2 separate regions of the Anas platyrhynchos genome follow, and region 1 is linked to region 2. A link is a contact called in public Hi-C data. All regions are on one chromosome and are shown on one strand. The core of a region is the stretch at or near the end of the contact, and the rest is flanking DNA. Distances in the headings are between cores, read along the strand shown.

Evidence for each region. Hi-C and Micro-C count contacts between places; a contact is called where the count stands out from the background.
Region 1: a contact with region 2 is called in a Hi-C map of subcutaneous adipose tissue, with 1.9 times the contacts expected there. The contact joins two enhancer-like sites. A contact is called at or near these places in 4 of 8 Hi-C or Micro-C datasets (F1 follicle, liver, skeletal muscle and 1 more).

Annotation. Positions count from the first base shown.
Region 1 is chr11:16,798,962-16,805,256 of IASCAAS_PekinDuck_T2T, reverse strand. All of the region lies in intron 2 of LOC106019399 (a long non-coding RNA gene), which reads left to right. Among named protein-coding and RNA genes, the nearest start is that of MTHFS, 58 kb to the right of the region's middle. Within about 2 kb of position 1,791, at least 1 of the 8 cell types and tissues checked has an H3K27ac peak or open chromatin away from gene starts, as enhancers often do. A contact at or near this core is called in subcutaneous adipose tissue, where this site is marked.
Region 2 is chr11:16,751,416-16,757,661 of IASCAAS_PekinDuck_T2T, reverse strand. The region is part of intron 2 of MTHFS (methenyltetrahydrofolate synthetase); the gene reads right to left. Among named protein-coding and RNA genes, the nearest start is that of MTHFS, 10 kb to the right of the region's middle. Within about 2 kb of position 4,156, at least 1 of the 8 cell types and tissues checked has an H3K27ac peak or open chromatin away from gene starts, as enhancers often do. A contact at or near this core is called in subcutaneous adipose tissue, where this site is marked.

The DNA of each region.
Region 1 (6,295 bases), core at 542-3,041, 50 kb before region 2:
TCTGCTTTAAGGCTGGGAAGGGAGGCAGCAGGAGGAATGAGGCAAAGCTGAACCATGCAGACTTTTGCAATGAAATTATTTAAGGGAAAATTGAAACAAAAGAATTATCAATTAAAATTCTATTCTGTCTCTGGTTTGTATCAGGTATGTGCCTGAACTTGCCTCTCATTCCCAAACATGTGGGAGGAAAGCTTGGTTTCTGGTGACATATCTACATCTCAGTTGACTGTGTGGCTCTGCAGATTGTGGTTAAGCAAATTTTATATAATCTGCATTTTACAGGTGAATGCCCTCATACAGATCATGGGACGGTCTGTATGAGATTATTGCAGTAGCACAAAACTCACCTGTAAAACCTGTGGGTTCCTTCTGGCCCTAACCTCCTGAGTCTGCAGGATTGACAAGAGCATTATTATTTTGGAGGGTTTTGAGCAGCGTAATGATGGAATAAGTAGGCAGAACAAATGGACTCTTAAATATCCAGTGAGAATCTAGAGATCAAAACAACATCAGCTCCATTAATTCTTTTTCTCAGAACAACAGAGGTAATGGGGATTAAGATTAGGCTGTAATGCTCAGTTGATGGTAGAAAGCCAACACTTGTGAGAATACACAGGTGTTTCAAGGAGATCACACTTAAAGAAAAAGTGATGGTATCTTAGCAGAAATAAAGCAAGCACGTGGGCACAAGAAAATAATCCAAATTATTTCCTCTGGAAGAGAGATCAAACCCCACTCTTATTTGATCGCAATCTTTCCTGTAAACTTTCTGTAGTGCTATAATACATTTATGGTGAAATGTTTTTTTCTGGATAAGATGCTTACAAGTAGCATTTGGCTGAGTTATGACAGTGCTTTCAGTTTACATAAAGTTGCAAAATTCAAACAGGTCAAACCTACATCACGGGAAGAAGCAGGGATTAGTGAAAACAAATGTGTACTAACAGAACACAGATTAAATATTGATGACTCCCAAATTTCCACATGGTAGTGAAACAACCTTTGGTACTCAGACAGAATAACAACAAGGCTACTTACTTGGAAACAACTTTGCAAGAACTCAGTGAAGATTTGTTGCAAAAAAGACTTAAAACTTCATCAGCTAGCTGTTGCACCATTATGTTATTACTTTTCAGGAGAGGAAAAAAAGCAAGGCACTACAGAGCGTGCTTGCTAAGCTGTTCTATTTCTCTTATGTTGCTGCTAATGTATCAGAAGAATTTCTCATTTGAGTATGTGCTAAAAATTTAGCCTCTGGAAACATGTCATGGCACAATTCCTTGCTTTCCAACACCCAGCAATCCCAAAGTGTGCTGAGAGATGTGGGCAGTGGTGTGTGGTGAGCAGGTGGGGGGCACAGCAGGGAGGAAAGGTGATGTGTAGAAGACTGTTATCCCCTGTTTTTCCAGCAAAGTCCAACCAAAGCCCCAGCAATGCCCTGCCTGACACGATTGCAACAAAGCAGCAGAATTTGCCCAGAATAAGCAATGAAACTTAAGCAAGAGTTTTGAGGTATAATTAGCAGCATTTTGAGAAAGTGTCCGTACCCTGCCCCCAAAGGCCAAAGCAGTTCCTCTCTTCGAAGAGAGGCAAAAATCAGGCAAACCAAGAAAAGTGGCTTTCAGATAGTGTATCTTTGCCCCCTATCTTCTATGCAGAAAATATACCAAAGCTGAAGTAACCCAAAAAAGGCAGTTTCTGGATACCAAAAGGCCAGCCCTGCCCTGGTGTTCCCCAGCTGTGCAAACACCAGCCACGCAGGCAGCTGCTGCTGAGAGGAAAGGAAGTGAAGTTGTGAAAGCTGGAGTCTTCTCTGGGGACTTTTCTCATCCAAAGACCCTTCTCTTTGCTGGAAACCTTCCCTTTGACTCCATCTGCCTCTGGATCTGGCCTTCCTGGTGTTCTGAAGGCTCCTGAGAGCCTTGGCAGGGAAACCTCACCAGGGATGAGACTTTCCTGCTGCACAGCTGGTGGAAGAGGAGCCCTGTGGTAACTGCAGGGTGATAACAAGCAGAACAATTCAGGTTAAACATCCACAAATCCACATGGCTAACACAGCCCAGGCCAGCAGCACCAGATAATGAAAGTTATTATATGAAATGCAGCCCTTATTTTAGAAGTTAATGCTCGTCTTTATCTACTCTAAGTTCTTTCTGTGAAAACTGTAAATGCTCCGTCCTTTCCAGAGCCACTTCAGGCCTGCTGCACGGAGCACATAATACGCTGATAGTTAAGATTTTGTTCAATTTTATACTTGAAAGGCTGAGTCCTCAGCTCTAATCTGCTGAAGCCTGCCGCTTCTGGGGGTGAGACCATGCAGTGAGCTCTGACGTTAGAAACCAGCAAAAGCTGCCTGGATGCTTGGGGAGCTAAGTGCTGGTGCTGAATGCCCAGGCAGATTTTTAGGAAGGGGCTAGAGAAACGTCTGTGAAGTATTTTTGGTAGCACCAGTTCTGCCATGGGGCAGTTGTTCTCTTAGGAGCCCTGTGCTCCTTTCCCTTGTTCTGCTTTCATTTCTTGTCTGGGTCCTGGGAGCCTGGTGTTTTCTGCTTCCCATCTGTGCCAGTTCTTAGAAACAAGCATCAGATCTCATGGTATCTTTGGGACCCCACATTACTGCATGAGGGCTCCTGCAACCCTTCAGACCTTGCAGACCCGTGGGTTGTCCTGCTGTGGAGAAGAAGCCATCCTTCTCAACCGAGAGGCAACAGCGTCAGCTGGGCTGTAAAACAAGCCACATGTTTCTCCCCATTCAGAAATTGTACAAGAATTCCCAAGCTAGCTTATTAACCAATAAATACTAATATCATCACCTGTCATGGGAAAAGAGGAGGAGGCTGGAAAATGATCTTCTGGGAAATACAAGAGCCTGCGCCACGTGAGTGGAGTCAGATGTGTGGATCCAGCAGGCTAATTTTATTTCCTTTGTTATGATAGTTAAAAAGCATAACAAAATCCCTGCTAAAATCAACCATTTTTGGATCCTTCAAAGTAACAGATTTCAATCTTAAATTGTGCTGGATCTTCTTTTGGAACAGGGATGGTTGTTTCTGGAAGTGCTACAGGAACTCGCCCCAGGCAGGTGCTCTCTCTTCCAGTCCTTAGTCACAGCCATAGAGCACTGCAGCTTGTTCTTGTAAAGTATGCAGGGACAAAATTTGCCAGGCTGGAAAACATCCATCCCACAGAAAAGGGAGTTTAATATTCACTGAGTGCCATTCATCAACTCTGAAGTCCCCACTTTTGGAGATTAATTGATTCATTCCTTCCGTTGCCCAGGACAAGTGCTGCGGACTCCTTGCGCTCTCTAGGCTGCACATCCCACTCAGCAGGCATTAGCATGCCAGCAGGGTTTATCTTCTTACCTTCCCCCAGTAGATAACCTTCAGCCAGTCGGGAAGAGGGCCTGGGAACAGGGGGAGCAGGAACAAGGCAGCCAGAAGCTTCCTATGGACTCTGGATGTGGCAGAGACATGGACGCTTCTCCATCATCCCTAGGAAAAAGATTTCCTATCCTATTTCTATCTATGTTCATATAAAAGAAGGGCACAAACCCCAAATGTCTGCAAATAAGCAAGGTTAAGCTCAATATAAAATTAGGGAGGATTAAAAAAAGAAAAAGTAATAATGACTTGGATACTGGCATCGGCATCCACACACGTACTGAGAGAAGGATGTTTTGTCTGTGCATACCCCTGGGGCTATTCATCTGCTGGGAAACATTTTCTCCTGCAAGCTGGAAATGGTTTGAAATGCCTTCAGGATCGCAGCCAGCTCCCCAGCTTCTGCTCCCCCTCCTTGCTGTCCCTCTGGGCTGTCCTTCCAGAGGAGAAATGCAGAGGGAGGGGAAGCTGCTCCTGCTGCCTCCCATGGCCACGGCCCCCAGGTGTTAGCTCTGGCTCCCTGGGACAGTTGCTGGGTGCACCAGTGGCATCTCCTGCTCGCTGTACCCATTAGCAAGAAGTTCGTGTGGCTGTTAGCACTTCTGGGGGAAAATGTTAATATTTGCATGCTCTACCAGGCTGATCAAGCCTCTAACGCTCAGCAGGTGGGAGAAGAAATGAGAGGAGACAGGAAAAAATGATTCGGAGACCTCAGAACAGTGAATCTTCCCATCAGTGGTCTCTGGACCAGAGATTCTTTGTAGCTGGCCTGGCACAGAGACTTGAAACCAGCCAGCTGGGGATCATAACCATCTCTACAGCACCAGGACGGCAGCTCTGCTCATGTTTTGGAGGGGATGCACACAGAGATGCAGAAAACATGGCACCATAAGGCTCCTTAGCAGCTTTTACAAACTGAGGGCATTTAAAGCAGTCTGAGGTTTGCTTTGTTTTGTACTGGTGGCAGATTTGGCCTTTAGCCTGTGCCAGAATCAGGAAGAGTGGAAAAAAAGTCTCTGGTTTGTCTTTGCCTTCCTACGATACCTCCACCGAACAGCTCTTTACTCCGTTAAATCCAATTTCCTCAGTACTATTTCTGGTATAAAAGTAAAGGGTCATTGAAGTTACACTGATTGCAAAACCAGTGTAAAAGTGAGGAAAATTAAGCCTGTTCATCTCTTAGCCGGTGTGTAATTTTTAGCCGGAGCGAGCATATTGCCACAAACTTGTCAGCAAACAAAATGAACAGCGATCAGAAATACCTGGGGAGAATGTGCTTACTGGCGTGTGAAATGCCTCGGCCGTCACTCAAGCAATCCTTGCAGCTCCAAGGACAAACGAGCAGCGGCTGTGCGGTTGCATTTCAGGACACGAGCCCATGTTGAGCTGTTCCTTCAGCTGCTTTTTCATCTTGCTGATGGCATGTGTGAGCGGTCTGCACCTCCCCAGGGGTGCCGGGGGGATGTTCTCCCCCTTCGCCCAGCACAGCCTCAGGCCAAGTAAATCTCAAGCCACTGGGAACGCGACTGCGGTTGCTGTAAACCAAGGTTAGATGTTTCACGCTGTAATCAGAGCTGGCAACTTCCAGGGAGCCTTTCTACTACTTAAAGGCAAAATTGATTGTATGGTAGCAGAGCTGAGATCATGAAAGAGCAATTTCTCTTGCACAGACTCATCTGGGCTAGTTAGCTGACCTGCTCTGCAAACTCTAATTTTAAAACAGTCGGGTAGACACTTAGGCTTATGGCTAAACCTTGAAGGAATCTCTAGGATCCTCCTGAGCCCCCCCAGCACAGATTAAAAGTCCCACCACTCGTTGACTTCTGGATGTGTGATTCTGGCACTCGGAGCTTTGCCTGTTCAGTTAGCAGATGTTGTCGTCGTTTGCAGTCTGCCTTCATCTGTCTCTACTTCTTTCTGCTCATCCATAATCAAGTTTTTGAGCTACAAATGAGCTCCTCAACAGCCCACAGCCTTATGTTCCTATCATAACCCATTAACTCTGGGCATGCATTGGAGGAAGTTTCTATTTCTAGAAGAGTGGGGAGAGGGTTAATAGAAGTTGCCTGGACACAAACGTCTTGTGTTAAAGCTGGTAGGAATCACATCACTCAAGGTGTTATTGGTAGCAATCAGCCATGGTCACAGGCAGCATATTGACCTGTCGGACTGTATAACAATCCATAACATTTGATTATCCATTTGTTGAATTAACTATTAATTGTTCATTAGCCTGTTATAAACTATTCATATATTCATCTTTCATGTAAGGCATGACTGCAATGCTAAAGTCTAGTATTTGACCTCTAGATTCAAACAACCCAAAAATAAGTAAGAAATGAGTTTTAGGAGCATTCACATCTCTTTGGCTGTAGGACTTGCATATCAGCACCTAGTCCCAGCTTTTGTTGGGTGGGGGGAATTCATCTTCCCTGATTTTCCCTGTGTCTTGCTGAGGTTGTTCATCAGTGTTCACTACCTCTCCTATTAATGGAGAGACCATGGCATTATCAGAGCAAAATAGATTGAACCCACATATTTCAGATCCCAGGTTCAGGATGGGTTGAATCACTCTGACTTTGGAGATGGCCAACCTGGAGAAACCAAAGAACTGAGGTGCAGTGAGACCACTGCCCACCACTCCGTGCTCTGATCCAGCAAAGTCCTTCAGGAAATCCTTCAACCAAAGGGCTGGAGGCTCTAATGAGCTGTAGCGTTTATCTAGGGCAGAGAAAATGAACCATATCATGTAATGGTGTCTTCTTAAGGGAATGGTGTGCTTTACAGGGCACCTAGGCTGGTTGAGAGCATTTAGATGTCCACACAGGGCATGAGGAGCTTACATGCCAGCATAGGACACTCATTTTATCACATCATGAGGTCAAAGAAACCTTGAAATTTCAGCAGGGCAT
Region 2 (6,246 bases), core at 2,907-5,406:
GAAAATAAAGGGAGACAAAAATCTGTGGATTAGTTAATGCAGCCAAAGATGCATGTTTGCATTTCCCCTGTACTAGTTTGGTATACAGACCCATGCCACACTCCACAGAATAACCTAACCTCTTATTTGGTTTTGAAAAACTCCTGTACCTAGGAAACAGTGTAAAGAAAATGACAATACCACTATTCACACTAGCAAAATAGCTCTCTGAAACAAAACACTTCAGAGTCACTTGCAGTGAATTTAAAGCCTGCGCCTATGTTGTTTTCACTTCTCTTTCAACATTAGTTGATGACAGAAGAAGTAATCTTTTTTGTTGTTTTGCTGAGTGCAGGGAGAATGTTTTCTGCAAGAAGGCAAATATGGATGTTAATCTTAGGATGATTACAAAGAAAAGCACTTTTAAAGCCTTAATGACCTTAACAAAAGCAAAAAACCAGAGTATTCCAGAGCTCTCAGACCTCCAGGTTCACTGCAGGATACCTCTGCATAGATAGTATTAAAATTAAACCACAGTGTTCATGGTTTAGTCTGCACCAAAGAAATTCAGGACTAAAGCATACCAAAAGGACATTACAAAGTGATACCACAGAAACACATCAACTTTCGCATTCAACGTTTTTTTTTTATCCGAAAGTCTTTCAAAGAAGAGATTCTGTGTAATCATAGCAAGAATGTCTCTAAACAGAAGTACTGGGAGAAGCCCACCTAAAAGTATGAGTATTCGCCCAGCAAATTGGGTGCTGATTGTTATTAGGCTGCTCCAGAGCTGTGGAAGGTGGTGCAGACTGCAGGGCAGGCATGGGGACGGAGTCGTGCAACTTGCAACTGAAGGCAGGAATGCAGAAAAACCTTGGGGGAAGCAGCTGCTGCCACAGCTGGGTCCAAAACCTGAACTATTTTATTTCCAAGCAAGTATTTTCCTAGCATTTCATGTTAGGGAACACCCTATACAGAATAATTAAAGATTATCTCGTCTGTTTTATGGATCAGGAATACTGGAACAGACATTTTTGTAATGACTTGTAGCTGTGGGATACCTGTGTGGAACCCAGTAAAAAAAGCCTGCCCAGCAAGCTCGTTTGAAAGCAGTGTTATGGCATATACAGAAAGAATTAACTTGTACACTGTCGTTACATATATTTCACAATATTTCTTCACCTGAGCATAAAACATTTTCTCAGGCATATTTTCTCCAAAATTGCAAAGGCTGACAGGTCAATGGGTGGAACTGCTGCAGATCTAGAAAACTTCCATATGAGAATAAGAAAACAGAAAATGTTTAGTAAAGAAAAAAAGGGTACAATTGATATAATACAGGTTTAACTAAGCAATGAATAATAAAAAGAAAGTAAATCAAACATCCTTATTTACTTCTTATCGTAGAAGAATGAGGTATCACTTGAACTGAAAGCAGCAAATTCAAAATGAATACAAGGAACATAATATTTCACATAGCATAGGAACATAATGTAATATTAATGTAACAAGGAACACAATATTTCACATTACAACTAACTGACTACAACTCACTGCTGTCAGAATGTTGCAGAACCAAGGGCTTAATAGAAATAAAAATAGTTGCTTATAGGAATGACCAGAATGCCCACAGGTAACGAAAAACCAGAACCTGTGTGTAAGGGGATAAGCCAGGAGCTGTATCTGCAGTGGTAGGAAGAAATTTCAGCTATTGCAACATAGCTACAAGTTGTGAGGTCTCCTACATCTTGTAAAACTCACGATGCTGGACTGAATGGCCAGTGCTGTGACCCTGCACTTCGTGGGGGCAGCATCCTCCCTCCACAAGTAGACTCACCACCAGAATGTTAACGCCTCACTTGCACTGAATTTGCTCTCCTCATGCGTATCACAATACTATGGCTCATTGTCTCCAAGCAGAAGTTCATTCCAAACTTCTGATCATATCATTAAAAAATAAATTATATTAAGAGCTAAGCCTCAATTTTCAATTTTGTTTCATCCCATGGTCTCAGATTTTCTTTTTTATGACCAGTGTAAAAAGATTTTAAATTGTAATCTACCCCTTGACATATATTGTACTGTAAGTTTTAATCAAGACTCCCAGAGGAAAAGAAAATCTAATACTACCCTCAATCACTTCACTTTTTTTTTAACTAAGCAGTAATATTTAACGTCTGCTTTCCACAAACCTGTATTTCATTTATTCCAGATACTTTCCAATCTGTGTATATCACTTAAATATGTCACAGTTACCCGCGAGTATTATTTACCACAAGTGTTTTTTCAGAATGATTAACACCATTTTGTATGTTCCCATTATGCCTCCATGTACAACTCTACAACCTCCAATGGGTTTGAAGTAGCTTATTAGACCTTCCCTGTGCTTCAAGACACTGCTTTTCTTTGTACTGCTTTTTATTTCTAAGCTTTCATGAGCCTTATATTTCAAAATCTTCCAATTTCTGGTGCATTTTTGAGGGGGGCAGGAGAGGAAGTGGGTTCTAACCCATTATCTTTTTTTTTACATCCTATTTTACTTTGCAGCTGTAAATTAATCTCTTCCTCTTGAGACTGTGTTGCCACAACCTCAGCCATACTTCTGAAGAACTTTGCTAAAATTTGGAATGACAGAATAGCAATGTCATCAAAAGGCCATCACTCCTGGCAGCACATGCAGACTCTTCGAATGTGCAACAAAATTGTGGGACTTTAATGACAGGTGAAACAGAGCTTTCACAGACTAAAACATTTCTGTAGGGCAGATCCCAATGGCAAAGTCTAAAATGGGGTTAATCGTCATTCTGGAAAAAAGACTACTTGGATTTGCTTGGAATTGTAGTCTAGAAGTAGACAGCATTTTGCTTGCAAGAGGCTCACACTTCCCAGTGTAAATAGCTCTTATAAACCAAATACGATCCACACAGGTAAACTGGCCCTGTCCATTCCTGCTATCAGCATATTGTTGTCATTTATGTCACAGCAAGGCTCAAAGTATTCTGCAGGTTGTAAGGACAGAAAAATATAACTGCTCTAACCTCAAAAGTTAATGTACAAAGGGCTATGTGAAAATGAAGCAGCAGTAAGTCACTGATAGACAGACATATGTTAGCATTTCCTCACTTTGACCTTTGGATTTTTCCTTAATAAATATTCTGGTATTTATATCACGGATTATCTAGTTAGCATCTCACTAATTAATTTGAAGACAACACAAATATTGTGATCAGTAGGCCACTACTGTTTCCAACACTAAAAATTCTGGAAGTCTCCAAATGAAATTACAAAATACGAGTCCAGTTCTTAATGCATTCATTTCTGGAAGCAAAAATACATTATTCTCCAGGAGAGTAGTACCAGATTATTCAGCATTCGCCATTATATATAAGATGCTATATTTCCAAGTGCTTATATTTTTCAGTCTGGGCATTTACGACAAACCAAGCTTTTTATGTTCTTTTTTATTCAAGGCAAAATGGTTCACTGGTTTCTAAGAACAATGCTAGCAAAAAATGACCAGGAAACCTCTATTGCTCCATGTTTTGGGGCAAGTAGAAAACTTGATCAGAGTAGCCTCTGCGTCAACGATCTGGCTTTAGCCACTCGAATCCATTTGAGTTGGTCTTATAAAATATTGTAAATGTTTGAAAATCTGCCATTTGCACATCTTAGGGAAGATTTATTAGGGTTAATGCTGGGCTTCTCTGAGGATGCCACCTTCTCTACCACTGCTGGAGCTGCAAGCACACAGATAGCCCCACAGCTCACGAGCAACTAGTGCCAGTTTATAAGGGACATCGTCTCCATCCTGGCTACTCAATCCCATCCCACCCACCCTGCATCAAGAAGGTCATGTGGCAAACTGGATGTATTCACTTATTTGGGTTACAAAATTCCCAACCAAAACAGGCAGAGAGGAAGAAAATGTTTTTTCATCCATGCTCACTGATCCGGTTTGCCACAGAGAGGCCGGGGTGGGAATACGCTGAAATTGCAAGGAGGGAGAACTCCCTAGGCCAGCAGCGAGGCAAAGAAGGACACATGGAGCTGCAGGCTCAGACTCAGAAGGACTCAGAAGGACTTTTATTGCAGGGGTTGCCCTAGTCCCTCTAACTGGCCGAGACTGGGAACTGAAACATGGAAGGAAATGAGGGCTGGAGTTTCACTGACATTTCTTCTAGTCACCAGTTTATGCAACCCCTCATCACCAGTTTCCTGCCAAGCCTTTAGTTGCACCAGTCCAAATTGGCAGAGGGTTTCCCCGTGCCAGTGGGGCCACACGGATAACAGTACCAGCACCACAGCAGAGGGCTGGGACAAACAGAAGACAAGAAGAGAGGGCAGCAGCTGATTTAATCCAGCAGTGCCCACAAGAAAGGATCACAAAACTCTGCATGAGAATCACAGAATCACAGAATGCTTTGAGTTGGAAGGGATCTCAAAGATCATCTAATTTCAAGCCCCTGCCATGGCAGGGACACCTCACACCAGATCAGGTTGTCCAGGCCCCATCCAACCCAGCCTTGAACACTTCCAGGGGCAGGGCTTCTCTGGACAACCTGTTCCAGTGCCTCACCACCCTCATAGTACAGAATTTCTTCCAAATATCTAATCTAAATCTTCCTTTTTTTGTTTAAAATGAAGTTACTACACTTCTTGACACAGAATCCCTCCCCAGCTCTCCTGTAGGCCTACTTTAGGCACTGGCAGGCCTCTGTGATGTCTCCCTAGAGCCTTCTCCAAATTTCTTCTGTGTCCTTCTCTTGTGCTGGTGGTCCCAGACCTGAACTCCAGAATCAATTTTATGCTGTTTAGTACAAGTGCTGTTTTACAGAAAAGTTTCTTTTTTTTTTTTTTTCTTCTTTTTTTTTTTTTCTAAGGCAATGAGAAAGAAGCCACACCAGTGAGGAAGGAAATGAGAAAACTGGGACAAGGAATCATGTATGTCTGGACTCAGACAAGTGAAAGAAAACACATGATCTCCTTCCTTTGGGCTGTGGCAAGCTATTTATGTTGGCCCAGTTGCCTAGGAAGTGACAGCCTATGACTGGGAGGAAGAGGAAATGGGCAGTCTGGTAAGAAAGGCCAAGAAGGACACAGGGAGGGAGACACAGACGCTGGGCAAAGAGCAGGAGGAATGGAGGCAGGCATTCTGCTGGCAGAGAAATTAAAACTTGGAAAAGGGGGGTCCAGCCCAAGCATGAGACAAGCCTGGGAAGCAATCACTTTGGAGGGAACACAGAAGAAGCCATGTTGTTTGGAAAGACAGGCAAAAGAGTCTGTGTTCACTGGGGGCAACTCTTCCCAACAGCACAGCCTGGAACCCAGCATCCTGAGCCTCTGCTGGTCCTCAGCAACTGCCAGGCAGTATTCTTAAGTCATTGAACATCACAGTGATAAAGAGCCCATACAGAAATTACGACTTGTGTCATACCATAGTTGGAATAATGTACAGCAAAAAAGGCCTGCCGCTCTAACTTGAACAAAAGGGAGAAAACAAATGACTGAATGCATACTTATTAGCAGCATTCATTAACAGCGTTGATCCTTTGCATCTTTTAAAGAGTCTAGATCATTGCATTGGGGTTCATCTTGAATGACCCCAGATCTAATGGGCAAGGACTATGTAATGGCCTACTTGATGACTGAGGCAGAATATACACAGATAAAGAGGCTGAACTAAGTTTGTACATGTAATGCTGCTTCTTGCATTTCTTCAGAGAGTACCTCACAACCCACTAGAGTAAGCAGATTTAGAGCCACAATTTCTAATATCTATTTCAGCCAAAACAAAGTATCTAGGCCAAAAATCCTCTCCCCATCACCCAGGTGAATGTTTTAAAAGTTGACTATAATTTATTGTACATCTTCAACTACCAGTCTACAATTTGCTTATGGACATTTAATTTTAATATGCACTGGATGCAAGATTTCCAGCTAGATCCCTGAGGCCAAAGTTGGTCACGACTCCCTTCAAAAAAGTCACCTCCAAGAATTTTACCACAGGGACATATTCAACCCAATCAATTTTTTCAAGTCCCAGTAAGAATAATTGTTTTTTAGGAGGAACAACTTAGCTGTTCACCCATAGCACTCAGAGTAGATTCAAGTAATAATAAATAACATTATAAATGAGGAAACCCATGTCCAGCCTGCTGAATCACACCGCCTCCCTAAACCACACTGAAATGAGAGCTGCTGGGAAGGTGTCCTTTAAATTTCTGTAGGAGTCGTGATAAGAAGCAAACAGGGAGCATGGTTTTATCT